Linked DNA regions of Gossypium hirsutum: region 1 is linked to region 2. Evidence: chromatin contacts called from public Hi-C data. All regions are on one chromosome and are shown on one strand. The core of a region is the stretch at or near the end of the contact, and the rest is flanking DNA. Distances in the headings are between cores, read along the strand shown. Region 1 holds the start of LOC107908100. Region 2 holds the start of LOC107914545 (general transcription and DNA repair factor IIH helicase subunit XPD).

Region 1 (3,342 bases), core at 207-2,706, 260 kb before region 2:
ATAAGGCAGCTTTCTTGAGTGCATGGCGAAGAGTTGATTGCCGAACAAGAGAAGCACTTCGCCGTAGCTTTCTTTCAGATCTTATTGCGAGCTATGAGGTACATGATTTTGCTTTTGATTCTTTGAGAATGGTTATTATTAATAGGTTCTTCTCATGAGCTTTTTCTTCTATTTTGTTTACAAGTTATTCACTATGTTGTTTTCTTTTCTCAAAATCAAGTGCAAGGAGGGTAGGGCTATGCCGGGTTAATGTCGGTATGAGTATGCTATAGATCCCAGCTTAATATTTATGCTATAATAGTATAATTGAAGGGATAAGTAGTGGTTAAGATAGACTTAATGCGATTAGTGTGTTTAGTAGCATACCAGACTCCAGATGTATTCCATGAGAGATGGAATTCATATGCTCAAAAGGCTTGAGAGCAGATTTCTGGTTGAAAATTTTATGTCATTAACTATTTAGATAAGTAAACAGGTAATGTACGAGAGTGAAATATGGTTCAACATAAGACCACTCAAGTTAAATATTCCCATTCTTACTCTTAGGCAACTTGGTAATACCTAAACCCTTTCTCTTTTTTCAGGACTGCATACGGACCTTCATCCAGGAACGTGGACATGGGGATGTCCTTGCTTTACAGGTCCAAGATCCTTTCCATAGATTGTTGCTGCATGGTGTCTGTGAGGTAACCCCTCGATCTTTTCCCTTTTTCTGAACATGCTTGCTTCGTTAAATGCAATGCTGAGTTGGTTACTGATGGAAATTTTTGTTCAGAAAATAGCTCTCTGATTCTTGCTGCAACCAGTGTTGGATTTAATATTGAATATTGATGAATATCTTACACGGTGAAAGTGTAATAATTTCTTCCCTAACATTCGTTAAACAGTTCTACAACGTGGTCTCGGTAACAGTTACACAGTCAAAGGGTGCGGAGTCACTAAAGGTGACGAGGATAAAGAAGAAGAAGACAGGGGTGGTTGAGCTCCCTAATATCACCTTGTCCAATTTCCTGAAAATGTCAAAGGAGGGCATTTGGTAGTTCTAGGGGCAGAAATTCGCCCCCCCCCCCCAATTCATGTTCATAAATAAGATAAGTTTGTGCACAATGCTGCGCTCGATGGAGTAATTTATTTGCGTTTAGTCATCATCTGTATTGTAGCTTTGTGAAGCTAAGGTGCCTGGATTTAATTTATAATTTCTTCCCAGTCAACAGAACAGGTTGATTGCTGGTTTAGGGTTTAGTTAAAGAACATGATGATTCCAAGCTGTTGTATGATATGATGGATCAAAAACTATATTTATATGTTTACTGTTTATTCCAGGCCTATGTGGCCATGTCAATTATAACATCCAACTCTTAAAGTCCATAAAATCATGTTGAACTCGTTCTATAAACTAAACTTGATTTAAGAAGAAAAAATATATGAAATTTTTATATAATTAATTAACAATAAGGCTGTATTTTCATTTTCTCAACTCTAAAAACCTCTCCAATGGAACTTGGGAGCTTTAGCAGATTTTATTTATAAAACAAGAATGGTATATTTAATTTGATACAAGTATTTTTTTATGGACATAGCTTAACTTGACCTAAAGTCTACTTTACAGATTAAAAAATTGAAGAGGAAATTGATTAAAAAAATGAATGGCAATTTGAGGTGGTCTTGTTTAAATTGGCTTTGGCTTTTGACCTTTTTACTTCTTCAGCACCATCATTTATCTCCGTTCAACTCCAAAGTTGAGAAAACTGTGTTCTCTCAAACTCAAATCTTAGTCTGAGCAACATGGCCAAAACACCCATCAAATACTATGTGTTAATATCTCTGTCTCTTATCTTTGCTCGTTTATTTCTGTGCTACTGCTCAACTCAGTCTTATCCCGAAAGAATGAGTTGGGTCAAGTCATAAGCAGGTTGGAATGTTTGATTCTTGAACAGGTTGACGCATTCACCAACTCCGCCTTCAAGGGGAACCCAGCTGCGGTTTGTTTGTTGGAGGAAGAAAGAGATGAGAAATGGATGCAAGCAGTGGCTGCTGAGTTTAATATCTCCGAGACTTGTTACTTGACTCGGATCACCAATTCCACCTCTCCAAACACCAGGTTTCGTCATAGATGGTTTACCCCTGTTGCCGGGGTCACTTCTCTTATTTCCAACACCCTTCACTAATAGATTGGATGTTTGATATGCTCAATTATTCTTGATTAAACCTTAAAGCTCGACTCAAATGTGAAGTGGTAATATAGCAATTGCGACCTGGATATTAATTGTTTACCTCTTTGGCAGGTAAATCTATGTGGTCATGCAACCTTAGCATCTGCTCATACTCTCTTTACAACTGGTTTGGTAAATTCAAACATTATTGAATTTGATACATTATCTGGAATCCTAACTGCTAAAAAGGTTCCAGATGTTTGTCCAACCAATGTCTCCGAGGTTCAGAATGGCGGAGTGAGCGACCACTTTCTGATCGAACTGAATTTTCCTACAGTTCCAGTCACCGACTTCAATTCTGCTGAGGCTTCACTTATATCGAAAGCCTTGAACGATGCTCCACTTATTGATGTTAAGAGAACGACTACCGCAGATGATATCTTTGTAATTCCTCAATAACACTAGTAATTTTTTTTTTGTTTCTTGATTTTCTCTTTTCTCATGCTTGAACAGGATCATTAACATTTCTGGTTTAAGTATCAGCCTTGCCTGGTTATTAGTTAAAATCACTACGTGCTTCTGAGTACATCAATATTCTTTTTTGAGAGAGATTAAAGTTACTTTTAAAATAGAAGTACGATTAAAAATGTGGATTTTATTTGCATAAGCAAAGCCTGAGTTCTCCTATTGCTTTCAATTTTGATTAGCAAGCTATATGCATATATGGTGTTACTGGTTCTCCAAGTGACTGAAATAGGGATAATGTGCTTTTGTTGACACATTTGATACTTTTACGTTTGTTAATGATAGTGTAGTGATAGGGGATTTCTTTTTTCTGTTTACTTGGATACTCTTAGGTTGTGCTCCAATCTGGAAAATCTGTTATCGAAATGGAGCCACGGTTTGACGACATACTGAAATGTCCTGGACGAGGCTTAATTGTTTCAGGGGCTGCCCCTCCAGATTCTGAATTTGATTTTATTAGTCGGTTCTTCTGTCCTAAGTATGGTATTAATGAGGTGAGCCATGGTATCCAACATTTCTTATTTCATCTAAGCAGACAGTTTTTGCTTAACTTATGCTCCATGCCTTTTGTTGAGGATGAAATGTGTCGTATTTATGTCCCTGGAATGAACATTTGACATTAACTATCAAGTTTGTCTGTTGTCTGGAAAAAGTAGTGAAGATG
Region 2 (3,364 bases), core at 654-3,153:
TAAGTGCCTACAAGAGTTGCAAAGTCACATATTGTTTGGATGTGTAAGAACTCATCTGTGTCAGTTATTTCTAGGGTCAACATGAGTGAATGCAAACGATCATAACAAAATTTCAATGTTTTCTGGTCAATTCCAGCATGACTACTGATAGAGGCAACAAAACCAACAGGGCTTTCTTTCTCAACATTTTCAGTGTCCAGTCTACCACTTAGATACTGAACCAATCTACGTAGAACATGCAAGAAGTGCTCAGCTCGACGGATATTTCCAGGTACAGCTTCCTTTAGAATATCATCCGGTAAGGCAGGATTTGAAAGCCAGTTGTCTGTGACTGCATGGGAAAATAGTAAAATTGATGGTGTGCGACTATCATCAAAGCAAAGAAAAAGTGATGAAGACATTTAGAGAAAAAGAACTTTCCACATACTAGGTAGGTTTCCTCCCAGCACCAAACCCTCCACAAGTCGGTTGTATTCAGCACGAAGTATGCTTGTATCAGTGGCCTTGAACCTTCCTACCATGATCCAATTCAGAAATTGACAACGGTATAATCCCCGAGAACTAATCTAAAAGCTGCGCCAAAATATTTATGGAGAACTACTTGAGGCATAAAGAATCCTACTAAAAGAATACATACCTATCAATCTCTTGACTTATCCTACTAAGATTCCTTGTCGCTCCTTCAAGTGTCTGTCTCCTAACACTAACACTAAGTGCTTCAATACACACATTGTCAATATTATGAGCCTCATCAAAGACCACAACGGACTCTTTCTGCATTTCCTTTGATATGATTCCAGCCACCTTTGGATCAAGCAAATATTGATAACTATAAACAACCACATTTGCAAACTGTACCATATGTCTAGCCAAAAAGTACGGACACCACCCTTTCTCCTTCCCAAAGGCCCTCAACTCCTAAAAGAACAGTGCCAAAAACAGAGATTACAAAAATGTTACATCAGTTGTAACATAATCAGTCCAATATAAAGATAAAATCATTCCTTTTGTCGTTAAAATTTGTGTTCCTTTTACTTTTTAACTTCAAACTAATATTGTAACAAAAACACTTTATTCTTTGCTTTTTAAATTGTTGCGCATTTTGCTTTCTACTTCCGGACGTAAACAACCAAAACGCTACCTAAATAAACTTCAAAACTCGGTTCACAATTGGAAACCGAAACTCAAATTATACACTGGTTATATTAAAATACCTGAAGGGTATAAACTCCGGGTGGCAACACGGCGGCAGAAGCAGCCTTCTCATAACTCTCAAAAAACTCACACGTAGTCACATCGGTATTCTCCTCCGCCAAAGCTCGAACCCAACTCGCTGTCAACTTCCTACACCCAGCATCCACCGAATCACGGTTCTCCGCGGCTACAACCGTTGGGTTGACGCACAAGTTCTTCCTGGAGGAAAGCCCCATAGCAAGAATCCTAGCTTGGGGTCCTAAATGTTTAATCTGGTAATTATGCAAAATCTTTAATTCGGCCAGTGTTTTTTCCATCTCGTGGACAGTGCGCGTACAGTAAATGAGCTTCATGGGGCTTTGAGGTTTGGAGAGAGAGTAGCTGGTGATGAGAGATAGTAACGCGATGGTTTTGCCGGTTCCGGTAGGCATTTCGAGAAGGCAATGTCCTTTGGCATCTAAGGTTCGTTTCAGTTCGATCATGTAAGAGTACTGTTCCGGGTAAATGTGATCATAAGGGAAGTAGACGGTGACGTCTTCGATTTGGAACTTCATGGTTTTCTTTCAAGTATTTTTTATGGATTTATTCGGATTCAAACAAGGTAGATAGTTTAAGGTTCAGAGGGTTGCAGAAAGAACGAAGACTGAGAGTTCATTCACTTCGACCTTCGGCTCCATTGGTCGTTCATCTGTTCTGGTTTGAGTTGAGTTGCTTTACTTCTCAAATAACAGAAAATTACAGTGGACCAATAGCTAGCCCGAGACTTATGCTTCACTTCAGCACTGGGCCCCTGGCCTTTTAACTGCCGAGCCATTAAAACCCCCCCCCCAACCAAAAAAAAAAGTATTTGACTTTGCCCTTTTCCCAACCTAAATTTAAAAGGGTTAATATACGGCCTAAACTTGATAATTGTTTCCATATTTGGGGTTGAATCTTTTTCTTTAAGTTAAGCCCTAAACTTGGAAATTATTCTGACATTGGTATCTATACTTTTTTATTGTTCAAGTTAGTCCCTAAACTTGATAATTATTTCCATATCAAATCAAGGCCTAAACTTTTTTTGTCCAAATTAATCCTTGATATTTCATTAAAAAAGGTTGGACCAAAAAAAATTTTCAAACGTCAATATAGAAACAATTATCAAATTCAAAGACTAACTTGAACAAGAAAAACTATTTAAACCCCAATGTGAAAAGAGTTACCTAATTCAAACCTCAATTTGGTAACAAATGTCAAGTTTAAGAACAAATTTAGATAAAAAAAATGTTCAAGCCCAATGTGAAAAATATTGCCAAATTCATCCCCAAACAGTGTACAAACCCATTTAAAAACCTTTAAAATTTGAGAGTAGATGTTGATTAGGTTTCATTGTCATTGTCTCTCAACATCCTCGTTTCACAAATGTTTCAAATCTTGGTTTTCTATGCTTTAACCTTTGTAACCAAAAGAAATATTTTGGTTATGTATTCGTCAAATAAATTGCCTTTGCATAATTGTATTCAAGTAATGCTTAAACTTTACAGATTCTAGGGAGCTACAAAACGGAGGAGTCAATAAGACAGTATAACATACAAAGTTGAAGTTCAGATTGCAGGTTATAAAGCTGAAGTTGAGTGCAGTAATCGGCCATTTACAACCACAGCCATCAAACTTGCAGCTTTGTCAATCAATTAGTACGAACTCTTACATCTATGCATATAGAAAGTATAACAAGCCTCTTAATGAGACAGGAAGACAGCATTTCATCATGGGTCAATGAACCTCTCATTCTTCTTCTGGTGTCTTGAATGCTATGCCTTTTATTGCATGCCGACACTGAAACCTGTAAAGAATGAAATAGGTTATAAGCAACGTTGGGACAACCTCAATTCATACACTTCTGTGAAATCCTCTAAGATAATTTGATTTAAATATTGAACCATATGTAAAGACTCGCTTTCAAGTTAAGCAACCTTCAACAAGGTAACCAGCTGCTAGGTTTTCTTGTAAATGAGTGCAAGAGAACATCAATACAAATATTGATAGTCACTTAACATCTACCAAAGTGGTGGGGCACCTTAGTTTGCCAATATCATATGTGTGAATCACCTTCTGCATGCTTGAACTAGAAAAGTATAACCTAAACATACAGCTTTAGAGTTGAGAAAGACTATGTTCTCAATGTCAATAT

The links. A called contact is a pair of places that touch in the nucleus more often than the background predicts.
Region 1: a Hi-C map of leaf shows a contact between it and region 2, with 1.8 times the contacts expected there. The contact joins the promoter of LOC107908100 here to the promoter of LOC107914545 in region 2. A contact is called at or near these places in 2 of 34 Hi-C or Micro-C datasets (hypocotyl and leaf).

Annotation. Positions count from the first base shown.
Region 1 is chrD08:10,605,765-10,609,106 of Gossypium_hirsutum_v2.1, reverse strand. It overlaps LOC107908100, which reads left to right and starts at 1,456. Exons shown (of 4, transcript XM_041099830.1): 1 at 1,456-2,135; 2 at 2,286-2,597; 3 at 3,011-3,172. The coding sequence starts at 2,019. It overlaps LOC107914499, which reads left to right. Exons shown (of 7, transcript XM_041099832.1): 5 at 1-98; 6 at 585-686; 7 at 776-1,342. The coding sequence ends at 790.
Region 2 is chrD08:10,347,133-10,350,496 of Gossypium_hirsutum_v2.1, reverse strand. It overlaps LOC107914545 (general transcription and DNA repair factor IIH helicase subunit XPD), which reads right to left and starts at 1,903. Exons shown (of 12, transcript XM_016843489.2): 1 at 1,215-1,903; 2 at 638-918; 3 at 428-510; 4 at 1-331. The coding sequence starts at 1,748. It overlaps LOC107914555, which reads right to left. Exons shown (of 7, transcript XM_016843499.2): 7 at 2,665-3,016. The coding sequence ends at 2,959.